Regions from separate parts of the Mus musculus genome. Here region 1 is linked to region 2. A link is a contact called in public HiChIP or PLAC-seq data. All regions are on one chromosome and are shown on one strand. The core of a region is the stretch at or near the end of the contact, and the rest is flanking DNA. Distances in the headings are between cores, read along the strand shown.

Evidence for each region. HiChIP or PLAC-seq counts read pairs in DNA pulled down with a chosen protein or histone mark.
Region 1: a contact with region 2 is called in an H3K4me3 HiChIP or PLAC-seq map of the 230-238 cell line, with 32 read pairs. The contact joins the enhancer-like site here to the promoter of Nrd1 in region 2. A contact is called at or near these places in 1 of 39 promoter capture datasets (the SN4741 cell line), 1 of 484 Hi-C or Micro-C datasets (embryonic fibroblasts), 8 of 115 datasets of contacts at active chromatin or transcription factors (the 230-238 cell line, craniofacial prominence, embryonic stem cells and 1 more) and 2 of 9 other capture datasets (adipose tissue and pancreatic islet).

What each region holds. Positions count from the first base shown.
Region 1 is chr4:108,902,247-108,909,915 of GRCm38.p6, forward strand. All of the region lies in intron 2 of Rab3b (RAB3B, member RAS oncogene family), which reads left to right. Among named protein-coding and RNA genes, the nearest start is that of Rab3b, 27 kb to the left of the region's middle. Within about 2 kb of position 5,350, at least 85 of the 459 cell types and tissues checked have an H3K27ac peak or open chromatin away from gene starts, as enhancers often do. A contact at or near this core is called in the 230-238 cell line, the SN4741 cell line and pancreatic islet, where this site is marked.
Region 2 is chr4:108,998,284-109,004,961 of GRCm38.p6, forward strand. Nrd1 (nardilysin, N-arginine dibasic convertase, NRD convertase 1) reads left to right here and starts at 2,372. Exons shown (of 31, transcript NM_146150.3): 1 at 2,372-2,881. The coding sequence starts at 2,550.

The DNA of each region.
Region 1 (7,669 bases), core at 4,100-6,599, 93 kb before region 2:
ATGCACAAAGTTCCACAGTGAGGGAAGAAGTGGAATTAGGGTTGACTGCTCTGTCAGGCTGTGTGATGTGCTAGGTCTTAGGTGGGCACTGTCACTTTTAAGATCTGAAGCCCTGGGTTTGACAAGGTAGAGTCATCTACAGAGAAATTAGACATTAGACAGGATTCCACTTGCTTCTCCCCACGCCGATGGAAAATAGAGACAGCAGCGGTGCTCTGTCTGATTGCCATGGGAGGCTGGGGTTCCCAAGCTTTTCCAGGTCATGCCTGACACGTTGCTGAGGGAAGGGGTAGGAGTATGGGAGGCAGTCTGGCTGAGGAGTTGAAGTGCCTTCCTTCTGCAGCTGCCTCATCCCCCACACCGATACCCCGCATCTGGGTTGCCAGGTGACCACTGGAAACGTCTGGAAACACTCATCATCAGTTGTGCGCCTGTGCCTCTCACTTCTCACCTTCCTCTGTGAAGGGTTTGGACTCTTGAATGACGCAGAGGCTCTGAGCTCAGGCCCGGATAGGTAGGAGGCCCAGGGGATGCCTCTCCTTTCCCCAAGGCGTGTGCTCTATTCATTCACGTGTCAATTTTTGTTTTTCAAGACAGGGTTTCTCTGTATAGCCCTGGTTGTCCTGGAACTCACTTTGTAGACCAGGCTGGCCTCGAACTTAGAAACCTGCCTGCCTCTGCCTCCCAAGTGCTGGGATTAAAGGCGTGCGCCACCACCGCCCAGCCACTTGTCACTTTTGTCATTCAAAGTTCATCCCTCTTCAGCTTTGTTCCAGAGTCTGTCCTCCCCCCCTTTGAGCTAGGGTTTCACACACACCCGGCTGGCCTTGAACTCTTCATATAACTGAGGATGGTCTTGACTTCTGACCTTCCTGCCTCCCAAGTGCTGGAATTTGCCAGTGTATGCTACGTCCATACATCTCTTCTGAGGGCCAACTATATAAGCCTGGCTGTCCCGCCTTTCCTTTTCCTTGCTGGATTCCTAGAACCTCACCCTTAGGCGATGGCGGCCTGAAGGAGCTTCTTGCTCAGAACCTTTTCTTTTCAAATGACCTCTGGTCACTATCATGCCAGTGCTAAAAAAAAAAAAAAAGCCACGGGTGCTCACAATACCCTGGGCCCAGGCATCTTCAGTTTCTTACCCTCTAGCAAGTCTCCCAGCCACACTTCCCGTCCCAGCACATGAGGTATTTACAAATATACCAACGAATAAAACAGTCTTAAACTGGGCAGTCTACAACCTGTGACCTCAGCACTTGGAAGGAGAGAAGAGCAGGGGTTCCAGATCATCCTGAGCTACACAAAGAGGCCGCCCTAGGCTATGCACAGACAGGGGTGGGAAGGTTCCTTAACAATTGCAAGAATGGGCTGGTGAGACGGCTCAGCGGGTAAGAGCACACTGACTGCTCTTCCGTAGGTCCCGAGTTCAAATCCCAGCAACCACATGGTTGCTCACGACCATCCGTAGTGAGATATGACACCCTCTTCTGGTGTCTAAAGACAGCTGCAATGTACTTATATATAATAAATAAAATCTTTAAAAAAAAAACAATTGCAAGAATAAGCTGGGCGTGGTGGCACATGCTTTTAATCCCAGCACTTGGGAGGCAGAGGCAGGTGGATTTCTGAGTTCGAGGCCAGCCTGGTCTACAGAGTGAGTTCCAGGACAGCCAGGGCTACACAGAGAAACCCTGTCTTGAACACACACACACACACACACACACACACACACACACACAAATCGCAAAACAAATGCAGCCTCTCAGTTGCTCTCCTATGAGTGCTATCTCACATTAGCATGGCACATTTGCAATACTTTTTGACTAAGTTTACAATTGGTATCATTTTCTTCTGTCCTCTCTGTCTCTCTCTCCCCCTCCCTCTCCCCCTCCTCCCTCCCTCCTTCCCTCCTTTCTTTGTGTCCCTGGATGGGTGCACACATGACCAGAAGACAGTTTTCAGGAGTCACTTCTCTCCTCCCACGGTGCTGAGGCTGTTGACTCTGACCTTACTTCTGGCCCTGGGCTGCTTACTGTGTTAATCTCCTTTCTCCGCCTCCAGTTTCACCACAGGAGTCTCAGGCGTCCAGCCTCCAGCCTCCGCACCTGTTTTGGGAGTTCTGGGAACCAAACTCAGGTCATCAAGCTAGTACGTTTGCCCACTGAGCCATCTCACTGACCCTGTAGAACTTTCTTTAACATTTTTTCTCGGTGTTCTTTTTCTGCTCCAGGATCTCCTCCAGAACTCCACTTCTATTTAATTTAATTGCTCCCTCTCTGTTGGCTCGTCTTGGCTGTGATGATGTACTTTTAACCTTCATGTTCTGCCCACGCTGTTCTCTCCTCTCATGATCACCCATCTTCTCTCATTCTCTATCCAAAAATCCTCAATTGACTTTAAACCCTCAGTCCAAGTATCATCTGTTCTGGGTCCCCAAGCCTGGGTTAAAGCCCTCTTAATTCCCCATGTCTGCCATCTGTACTGTAAGTGTTTAGAACACACCTGTCTCCTCCCCAGTCTGAAGTTCCCCAGGGCCGTGGGTCTCACGCCTGCATCTCTGGCACCGAGCAGGAAGCCTTGTCAAGAGTAAGGGTTCTGGGGACTAAGGAGGTGACTCAGTGGCTGAAGGACTTGCTGTGCAAGTGTGAGAGCCTCGGTTCAGATCCCTTCCTCCGTGTGACAAGCTAAGCGCAACAGCACGCTTAAGTGGAAATTTCTGGTTTCTTTAACATCTCAGTTGTGTCACGTGATGTTTTTCTGGAAGCTGTCTTGTGAAAGCACATGTGATGTTTTGTTGAAAACAGACACTTGAGAGGGTAAGTGATAGTTAGAAAGAATATAAATGGAACCCACAAACAGTGAGAGGACATTCATGCATTATTATGCCTTGCAACACTTCATTTCTTCGCTGGTCTTCGATAGTCTTCTCTGGTCTACGTTGGTCTTCTTTTCCTAGAGAGAAATGTGCCAAAGAACTTCTTCTCATGGTATTCTGGCTGATTCTGGCCACTTTGGTGGAGCCTTGCGGTTTCTGCTGGATCTTTCTGCCACTACTGATTCATGTTTGGTGTTTCCTATTAAACTGGACTGCTGGTATCCTGAGAATGGAGAGTGTAATCGAAGGAGCTACTTCTAAACAAGCTCACCCTTGTCTGTTCTGTGGGATATGTCCCCATCTGCAGGCAGGTTCCTGCCTGGGGTATGAGGAATGTTAATTAGCCTCTCCTTTCTGGAGGGGCAGGGCAAGTGTTCCATGACCGTCCCAAAGTTCCTGAGCTGACCTTTTCAACAGAGGCCAGATGAGGGCATCAGATCCTCTGAAACTGTAGTTTCATGTGGGTGCTAGGGAATTGAACCCAGGTGCTCTTAACCACTGAGCCATCTCCCCAGCCCCCAAACTGACAGTTTTCAAAAGGGTTCTAAGCTTCCAGATTCTTTTGCTAGCCTTGGGAGGGAAGAAATAGGAAAGAAAGGGAGAAGAACTTGCGAACAGAGAAAGAAACCCTGAGATGATTCTGAAGATACCTTCTGCTCAGGCTGCCGTGAGGTGCCGATTTTTTTCATAAGAAGAGAAAGATGGTCCTCTTTGGATAGAGCTCTCTCTCCCTCACCAGTGTGTTGCTGTATCAAGTGATTAAGCTCAAAGCCTGGCATGGAAATTAACCACCAGCAGAGGCTTAATTAGCCTTTGAATTTTCTTCTAGCCGAAGTATGTTCTGCAGCTTCTGCTCATCTCTCTGTGTACTTCTTAGCGCCTCCCTCCCGCCTCCCATCTCCTGCCTCCCGCCCCTGAGGAATCTGAGGCTTGCTGGCTCCAGAGGAAAGAGCAGCAGATTGAGGGCAAACTGTAAGTTGAATGAACATGACTCATGTTTATACAGAGCTCGTCAGCTGCCGGAGCACTGTCACAACACCCCTTTTACCCTCCCATCAGTGCCCAGAGAAGAATATTATTGACAGCACTATTTTGCAGTTAAGTCTAGCTCTCAGGGAGCCAAATAACTGGCTCAAGGTCACATGCTAGGAAGTGGCAGAGCCAGGGGAGGGGGATTGGGGAGGTGTGTGTGTGTGGGTGAACTTAAATGCACTTGATCCTCAAATCCCTAGCCTTCCTGCTGCCCCCTCATGGCACCTTCATGGTGCTTACAGTGTTTCATTTAAACCCTGTAAGTAGGGACTGGGGAGGTGGCCCAGTGTGTGAACTACTTTGCTGCACACCTTGGTAATTCATAGAGCAGATACAGCAGAGAATTAGGAAGGCTGTCAGGTCAGACCCCCTGGTTCGGGTCTTTCTTTACCTGCTGTGTGACCTCAGGCAAGGTATTTAACCTCAGCCTCATCTGTACAACGAGTATGAAAAAGGAACCTCTCAGGAAGTTATAGGAATTAGTACTTGCCTGCCCTACCCTTTTGTAACTCCCTGCCCTCAGCCGTGACTGCTGCCTGTGGTTATTGGAGAGAAATGGAATCCTAGAGGAAGAAGTGGGCAAGCTGAATTCTGAATGACAAGCAGGAGTTGGTTTAGGAGGGCTGGGGCTATAGCTGCTCCAGGCAAAGGAAACAGGAACTTTTCAGAATAGGCTGTTGAGGCTGGACTTGGTTGCCCGAACCTTTAATGCTAGTCAGTACTCAGCAGACAGATGCAGGAAGATCTTGTGAGTTCTGGTCTACAGAACAGCCTGGTCTACAGAGTGAGTTCCAGGTCAACTAGGGCTGTTACACAGATAAACTGTCTCAAAAAAAAGCAACAACAATAACAACAACAAAACAGGCTGTTGGGGACTTAAGGTGGCAAAAAAGTAGGAAAAAGAAATTGGAGAGGAGTGCCATGATCCTTGGGCCCCAAAGTTAGAAAGCCAGGTATAACTTAAGTAGCTTGGGACCAGGGAAGGCAGTATAACACGGGTCAAACCCTGAGTCCCTTGCATTTGTCAACTTGTAACGTTGGTGAGTACTCTTGAGTTCCCTTTAGACTGCTCAACTCAAAGTCTCTTTATGAGGGTTGTTGCAGCATTAATACCCGGAAATTACCTGCCATAGATCCTGATGCTATGGACTCAATGCATGTTGGCAATTATTATTTGATTGTAACAATCACTATGCCCTGACTAGGGATACATTATAATGTATATTACAATGTAATTCCTTGGAGCCAGAAGCAGCTCTAATATTTACCATTCAGTCTAATATGCCTATTTTAAAGATAGAGAATCCGAAGTCCAGGGAAGACAGTGTTGATTTCAATGCATATGAACAGTGGGATTAGGTCATACCCAGGCTCCTGGACCCAGCCTGCACTGTGGATTCCTAGCTCTTCTCAGGCTGCCTCTGACAGGTTGTTCTGCCCTCTTTAGATGGTTGTCTCCCTCCCCCTGTAGATAAGTTTCAAGGCTTTTGCTTCCTGGAGCTGAGTGTTGATCCTATTTTTAGACTTCTCTGGCACCTGTATGCAAATTATCCTCAAGGGATTTGTCTACTATGGTGACTCTGGCCAACTCCCCAAAGAAAGCAGCAATGAGACCAGAGGGAAGGCACAGCTAAGAGTAGGCTGGAAATCTTAGACTTGATTTTTCTTTCTAGTTAGGTCTCAAAGGTCCTGGGGAGCTCATTTGCATCTCTCATCTGCTGTGTATACACAACTCCTTGTGGAAATGAGTTCTGTAGGGTTCCTAGGTCAGACCTCAAGCTGTGGGGTTGGCTTTGGAATATCATTGCAGAGGCTGTCAGTCATGGCGCTGGGGTGGGGGTTGGGGGCCGGTGATCATTGCTTTCAAGAAGATGGGAGTAAGGTGAAAGATTTGAGGCAGAGGACGACAGGGACTGGTGGGATGACAAGGGATGGGGGAAGGGCTCAAATGCTTCCCCCACAAGACGGTGTCCCCCTGGTCCTTGATCTAAGCAGCAGCATTTCAGTTACAACCTCATTAGCTAGCACATGGTTACCAAATGTCCTCTAGGTGACAGCCCCGTGTTGGGCATCACCAAATGCCTCCTGTGTCCTGATCTTCTCGGGACAACTTCCTAGTGCCTTGGCCTGGTGTTTAGAGCTCAGAGCTCCAGTTTCAGCATCACCTGCCCCTCCTTCCCCATCTTTAAATCATATGCTTCAGAGAACATAAGACACTAGCAGTTGTAAGATATATCCCCATATCACAGTGCTTAAATGTGGGAAAATGAGCATCTAAAAATCCATGAAATTGTGTTTTATAACCCCATAAACATGGAACTGCTTGTAACAACCCCAGACGCTGTGCTATTTCAAGCCTACCTATTCTTATTTCCTTTTTTAGCTGTTTATGGTAGAAAAATTCAAGCATATACTCAGGTAGGGAGAATAAATAGTACATGTACCCACCCACCATCCAGCCATGACAATTAGTAGCTCACGGCTGTCCCTCCACATTTTTCTCCAGGTTCTTTCTCTCAGGATGCCCACAAATAACAGTAGCAACTGCCAGTACTTGCTAGGGATTTTTTTTTTTGTACTTGTAAAAGTAGTATATGCTCATTAAAAATATTTTGAGGGCTGGAGAGAGGGGTCAATGTATTTGTCATGCAAATGTGAAGACCCAAGTTCAAATCCTCAGAGCTCATGTGAAAACCAGACATGTCCTTTACACGCATGTAAAACAGTATGACTGTTTGTAATTCCCGTGCTCTTACTGGAAGATAGGGGCTAAAGACAGGAGAATCTCTGGAAACTCAAGGGCCAGCTAGCCTGGAGTACACCGTGGAAAAACAGCAAAGGGATCCTTTGCCAAGCAAGGTGGAAGCTAAGGACTCACATCCAAGATTGCCTCCTGACCTCCAAGTACGTACTGTGGCACGCCTATGCCCACAGTCACACACAGACGTGCACACACGTGCACACATGCATATATGTATTATGTACATACAAAATATTTTTAAATTATGGCTAACCATAAAAAATTATTGATACTTATTGCATATTTATTTATTTATTTATTTATTTATTTAATGAGGAAGAGATGCACCTGTGCCATGGCACACATGTGGAGGACAGAAGACAACCTGCAGACGTTGATTCTCTCCCTCTGCCATGTGGGTTCCTGGGACTGAAGTCAGGGTGTTAGACTTGGTGGCAAGCTCCCTTTCCTGCTAAGCCATCTCCTGGCCTTTTAGTAGTATTTTGATTTGACTTCTGTATCCTTCCTATGGATTTTTAACATAGTTGAGGTCATATGTACTTTTCTTTGATTTGATATTATAACATAAACATAGCTAATATTAATAGAAAGTCCTAATGAATATTCATTTAATAATTCATTATGTTTTATGGGAAGGATGTACCATAGTCATTCGTTAACTCACCATTCAACACTATTTGTCACTCTTCCCCCATGCACAACACTCTGAACAAGTCAAGGAATGGAACCCACCCTCTGGCCCTGGAATCTTAGTGTCTGCTCATCTTTGATCATTTTAACTACTTTCCAACTAGAAGCTGTTGTGAGTCCTGTTCCATCCTGATCGCGCATGCTTCATGCAAAACCTTTTCTACGTTTACTTCCTCCAGTCAGGCTCTCAGTAAGGACACGCCTATTTTACTTTTCCTTTGGGGACAGCTAATATTATCTTATTTTTAGTTTAGTGTATACGATAGAGTAAAACAGCCAAGCATCCTCATCTCAAACTGCACTTCTCTGAT
Region 2 (6,678 bases), core at 1,122-3,621:
TCTCATTCAGATCTTTTCATTACATTCATCTACACACTGGTCCTTCTACAGTTTCCAAACATTAGCTTAAATTTCCCTTCTTTGGAAAGACTCTCTGAAAAAGGAATATCTGTCTATCTCCTTCTAGGAGATATACTTTGTAATTATAGAATAAAGATTTGTATGCTTCTTTGGGGGGGCTTTATACTCAAATTTCTACACTGAAAAAGAGAGGTGAAAATGCTAAGTTTTAGAGATACCGTATTTGCCCCTAATGTCTGCTCTTGGGGATGGGGTGGGGGAGGGGGGAGAGACAGGAAAGCTACAAAGCATGCCATCATGGTACCAGGATACTTTATGAATTTGCCTATCGTCCACGAGCAGGGGCCATGTTGTTCTTCTCTATCAGTTCAACTTTAGTATATGTCCCGCTGAATCAGCGAGCACTCTGTGTGCTTTTTAAATATGTTTCTCCCACTAGCCCTCTTCTAAGCTCTAGAGAGAGGGGACATATTTGCTCATCACTCCCAACTTCTGGCACAAGGTAGCACCTCACTTGGTTAGTTAAATGAATGATGGAAAGTTCCACTCTATGGAAAACCCAGCAAATTGCAATTAAGGGCATAAATTATTTTTCTCCTTAGGAAAACAAAATTGATAGTTGAAGCTGAACGTTTCTTATTTCTGGTATTATTGTTTTGGAGAGTCAAAAATCACACCTAGACTAATCCTGTACAAAGCAAGCACACACACACACACACACACACACACACACACACCCTAATCTTGTACAAAGCATAGACTGACACTTCAGTGTCACTTACTATTGGTGTTTTTATGTTCTGGGCAGCCATTCTTGTACTGGAGAGACGCAAATGAAGCTACTTTGAATGAGGACTCTAGTGGAGTTGCGTGAAGACTGATAAACCTTTAAAAGTGTACTGAAACCAGGATATCTTAATGCTTTTATTTTTTATTTTTTGAGACAGGGTTTCTGTGTGTAGTCTTGGCTGTCCTGTAACTCACTCTGTAGACCAGGCTGGCCTCAAACTCAGAAATCGACCTGCTTCTGCCTCCCAAGTGCTGGGATTAAAGGCATGCGTTACCACTGCCCGGAATCTTAATGCTTTCAAATACTTCTGCCCCAGTTCATGTATCCTCTTCAATACTTTGTCTTCCTACCCTGTTTTGTAGTCTTAGCATTTATTGTTTTTTTTTTTTAATGTATTATTTATGGTCAGTTTCTTCCCATAAGAAACTAAACTTCAAGCCAAGGATTTTTTGTTGTTTTTGAGACGGTCTTAGTAGGTAGACATGGCTGGCTTGGAACTGCTTTGTAAACCAGGCTGGCCCTGAACTTAAAGAGATTCACCTGCCTCTGTCTCCCTGAGTGCTTGAGATTCAAGGTGTGGACTACCACACCGGCAACGATTTGTTTTGTGTATGGCTTTATCTTCAGCCACACAAAGGTTCAGAGGCAGGAAAGACAACCACTAATGTATCTATCGGCTTAAAGTCTTTTTGTTGTTGTTGTTGTTTACTCATATTCATTTCGTTTATCTCTTCCATGTGGTATGATCTCATTCAATGGTGTCTATCAGCTTTTTATTGTTATCTGGTCAACTGCTTTTTATTTTATATTGTGTCTGTTCCAGTCGCTGCAAAAGCATTGGCAAAAACAAAAACAAAAAGCTTGGGAAAGTTACTTGAGGTTAGTAGCCTAACATGTTCTTGCTTTTCAGTAAAAGTTGGCCAAACTTAAAGGTAGGCTGAGGACTACTCCAGGGTGTGGAAGCTTAAAAAAATAAACAATTCGCATACAAGAGTGAGCATATTGAAACAGATCTGGAGCGTGAAAAGCACCAATGGTTTGGCAGCCTACAGGATGGAAAGATGCAATTGTTATTTCCGGTGCTTAGTGACCCACAAGCACTGCATCCATCTCGGGATAGGGTGGGAAAAGACTTCCGGTGCTCTGCTCTTTTAAAAAAGAGACCCGCTGAGTCACTCTAAGAATAGAGTGCAAAAAATACACCGCAAGTGGGTGAAGAAGATCAGCATCCACTATCGCGACTCACTTCTGTGTTTTCTCGCTGGGGAATATTTTCTCAGACACGGAGCGCTACGCGGTTTTCCTAAAAACAGCTACGGACGCACGTCACAATCGCAGCAAGACTTCTCCCATCATCCTCCGCCTCTTTTCCTTCGCCCCGCCCACGTCAGGTTTCGAAATGCTCTCTGGGTGCGCCAGGAACCCGGCCTATTTCTATTGGTCTCTCGCTTCCCCTACTCCCATTGGCTGTTTCTGCAAACGTGACGGCCGTTGTGCGTTGTGATTGGCTAGAGTCCATAGCGTCATCGGCTGTCAGGAGGGTGGGATGAAGAAAGTCGGTGTGAGCGAGGCCGGGTTGGAGGAGGGGTTCAGGCCTGTCCTCCCCAGCGGCTGGGGCAGCAACAACGCCGGCCGCCGCCGTCGCCCCTGGGACGCGGAGGAGGAGGAGTGGCTGGAGGTGTAGGAGGAGGAGGTGGGCCTGGGGAGCGGGATGTCCAGCGCTACGACTTGCTGGTGAATGCTGAGGAGAGTCGCGGTTGCTGCAGTCTGTGTCACCGGGAGGAAGTTGCGGTGTGAGGCCGGGCGGGAGCTCACGGCTCTGGGGCGAATCGAAGCACGGGGTCTGTGCGAAGAATCATCGAAACCCTTTCCTACGCTGACCATGCCTGGAAGAAACAAGGCGAAGTCCACCTGCAGTTGCCCGGACCTGCAGCCCAATGGACAGGACTTGGGCGAGAGCGGCCGGCTTGCTCGTCTAGGAGCGGATGAATCTGAGGAGGAGGGACGGTCTTTCAGTAATGTCGGGGACCCTGAGATCATCAAGTCTCCCAGCGATCCCAAGCAGTACCGGTGAGGGAGGAGGCTCGGACTGGGGAGAACAGGGTGCGGGCTTCGGTTGGTGCTGTAGTGACTTCTGGTCTCCATGTCTCCCGGAGAAGCAACAGGGTGTTACTACTTCCCATCCCAAATGTGTGTTTGGGTGAGGCGGCCAGGGCAATTTGGAGTAGACGAGGCTGGCCTTTAACTCAGAGATCTGCTTGCCTCTGCCTCTCAAATGCTGGGATTAAAGGTATCCGCCGCCACTGCCCGGCTATTTTTGACTTATATTAAAGCAAGAATTAAGGTTTCCATGAGGAAGACAGGATGGATGGTAAAGGGGAGGAGGGTTGGTAAGGAAAGCTTGACAGTTAGTGATTCTGAATTTTGGCGGAGAGGATATTTGAGATGTGTGTGTGTGTGTGTGTGTGTGTGTGTGTGTGTGTGTGTTATTTTTGTTCAGTCTCAATCCAAAGGTGTATGAGTAAAGAGAGGTAAAACAGAGTGAAAATTACGAAAAGGATGCTGTGGTTTTAATAAAAGAACTTTACATCACCCTTTTCGTAATTATCACTCCTGTTTACCTCTCTTAGCTAGCCTGAGATGGAGTGGCTTGTAACCATGGGTAGCTAGCCACAACTAGAATGGCTTAGCTAGATGACTTCTTCCAAAACGTATTAGAGATATCTTGGGCCTCAGTTGTATGAATGGTAGGCGTGTAAGATCCCATTTTATACAATGTTTCAATCATGTGTAATGAATGAATGAATGGTGACTCAATCCCCCACCTGAATAAACTTAAGAGTTACTTTGTTTCATAAAATATCTTGTATTTGAAATAGTTTCTATTATCTTACAGCTTAGTTTTCCTGGTTGAAGACGTTGAAACACACTCAGAATTAGACAGCTAAATAGTATTGGAGCTTGTATGAAACTACCCATCCGACTCAAAAGCCAGTGCAGTATGTGCTGGGTTAGAAGCCTGCAGCTCCAAACTTATTATAAGCCTGCAGTGTGTTAAAAGAAGGAAAGAATTCTAGAGATCATCTTTTCCACTTTCCCCCCACTTCTGTTTTACAAACAACTGACACTCAGGTCCAGAAAGTAGTGACATAGTCCCAGCTTCAAGACTAGCTTAATTTCCCAGTATAATTTTTGTCAGTTTGTCAGGGTCAAGATATCTTTATAAACTAGGGATAACTTTTCTTGCCAAAGATGTAGTTGTAACCTGTAAGTGAGCAAGTTGAAGGTAATAACATTGCTTAGTTTTGGCCTCCCAGGTTAAATTTTCAGTACAGGTGTTGGTGGTTTTTTTGTTTGTTTGTTTGTTGTTTTCCTGTCCATACAAAGTTACCTAATAATGGCTAAGTCTCAGATACTGTTCTGATTGCTTCAGGTAGAGATTCGTTGACCTTATTTTTTGCTAGTTGTTTAACAAATACTAAATGTATGTGTCAGGTCCCAAACTAGCATTTCTGCACCTTGGCTAAATATACTGCAACAAATAACATTTTATCCAGGGTGGCATACAAAGATGATTAAATTTACAGAGGGAGGATTCAGATATTTAAAAAGTTAAAATGCGAATAGGGTGTGGTAATCCCAGTGCTGGAGAGGCGGAGGAAGGAGAACATCAGAAGTCAGGAGACATCCTTGATTATATAGCTTGGACTAAATAAAACCCTGGTTCAAAAAACAACCTGGGGAAGGGGAAGCAAAATGAGGCACCTAACATTTATGGGATTCCTAATGGAAGTATGTACGTTAGAGTAGATTAAAGAATAAAGTAGGAAGTGATAAACAGAAGGCCTAGATAGCTTCTTCCAAAAATGTATGAGAAGACTTGGACCTCAACTGGTTGAATGGGTACTTGTAAGATCCCTTATAATCTTCCAGTGTTCCAATCATCTGTAATGAATGGTGACTCAAACCCTGCCTGAATGAAGTTCTGAGCTTGGTATAAGGAAGACTTAAAAAAAAATGCAACTGGATGTATGCAGTGATATCCAGCTTTAATTCCAGTTCTCAGGAGGCAGAGGCAGGTGATCCCTGAGTAGGAGGCAAGCCTGGGCTACAGATCGAGTTTCAGGAAAGCCAGGGCCATATAGCGAAACCGTATCTCAAAAATAAAAACAAACAAATAAATAAAAAGCAACCTTCCCAAGCCCCCAGAAATCCAACAACAACAAAGACAATGTTTAAAAGTTACTTTGAGTAAATTGTTGCATTTATGTTTGCTGGCCTTTGTTAAATCACCATCTTCCCTTTTTGTCCACCTGTATTTATTTATTTATTTATTTATTTTTTTATTTATTTTGATGTACTCAAGTTTCAAATTGACACCCTTTCCACCCCCCGCCCCAAGACTCTTATTAGCTTTTGCTAGATTGAAACTCACTATGTAGACTAGGCTGATCCTAGAACTAGATTTTTTTTTTAAAAGATTTATTTATTTATATGAGTACACTGTAGCTGTCTTCAGACACACCAGAAGAGGGCATCAGATCCCATTACAGATGGTTGTGAGCCACCATGTGGTTGCTGGGAATTGAACTCAGGACCTCGGGAAGAGCAGTCAGCAGCCATCTCTCCAGTCCCAAAACTAGATCTTTAAAGTCTGAATTTTTGTGTCCAGAAACAAACATATCAAGTGTCTGTAGCGTCTAGAACTAGATAACATTTCTAATACTTGCATATAGATGTTGCATATAGATGTTGATGTAGAATAAAACGGATTCTTTCCATTGCATTTCTGTAGCTTTGTCCTTGATCACGTACTTGTTTTGAGTATGTGGATGAGCACCAGACCTGTTCAGAGGAATATTATGGTGGAATAATGCTGTCAAAGACATATCAGCTTGCATTTATTAAGAGTCTACAGAATTTTATTTCTCTCTGCATATAATTTGTATTTAGCCGTTTTTGAAATGTTAATTCCTCCAGGACTCCTTCAGGATTACATTTATTTCCTTAGTATTTAGTGCGCGCACGTGTGAATTGCAAGAGTGGGTAGGTCAGGACAGCTTACAGGAGTCAGTTCTCACTATTCACCATGTGAGCGCTGGGGATTGAACTCAGACTGCTGTGCATGATGGCAAGTGGTTTCCCCACTGAGCAAACTTACCAGCCCTTGTTAAGCTTTTTAGGTGGTTGCTTAGATACCAGGTAAGTGTTAATCTCCCCTTTTTTCTCAGTTCCTCTGAACAGGTCTGGTGCTCATTCACATACTCAAAACACTTAATGTGATGGCTGTGCCCTGTAACGGATCATGGACAAAGAAAGCTACAGAAACACAATGGAATTTGGCTAGAAAGATGTCGCACAAGTCAACATCTTACTCAAATCGTTATTGGTTAGGATAGATGCTCTAGATGGATGGTGACACTTTTCTTTCTAACAGTGAGTGCACAATGCTGGGGAGTTTAGGTTGACTATAACAAGGCTTTGTTGTCCAATCTCTCTGTCTATATTTCTATGGGGGATGGAAAACAAACATGAAAAGCCTTCTAATCTAAATGTTGCTCACACCATTAGAAGTAATAACCACATTTATTTTTGTGTATGTGACGGGGAAGGCAGTGCATGTACCCCAGTGTGTGTGTGTGTGTGTGTGTGTGTGTGTGTGTGTGTGTGTGTGTAGAGACCAGAGGACAACTTGCAGAGTTGGTTCTGTCCTTCCATCTTGTGGGTTCTGGGGGTTGCTCTCAGCCCAGGAGGCTGGTCAGGCTCGACATGTACCTTCTTCACCTTCTGAGCCAGCCCACTATTTTTATAAGCCTGGCTATATTAATAAGTTCTCAGTATACTTATAGGAGGTAAAGCGTTGATTA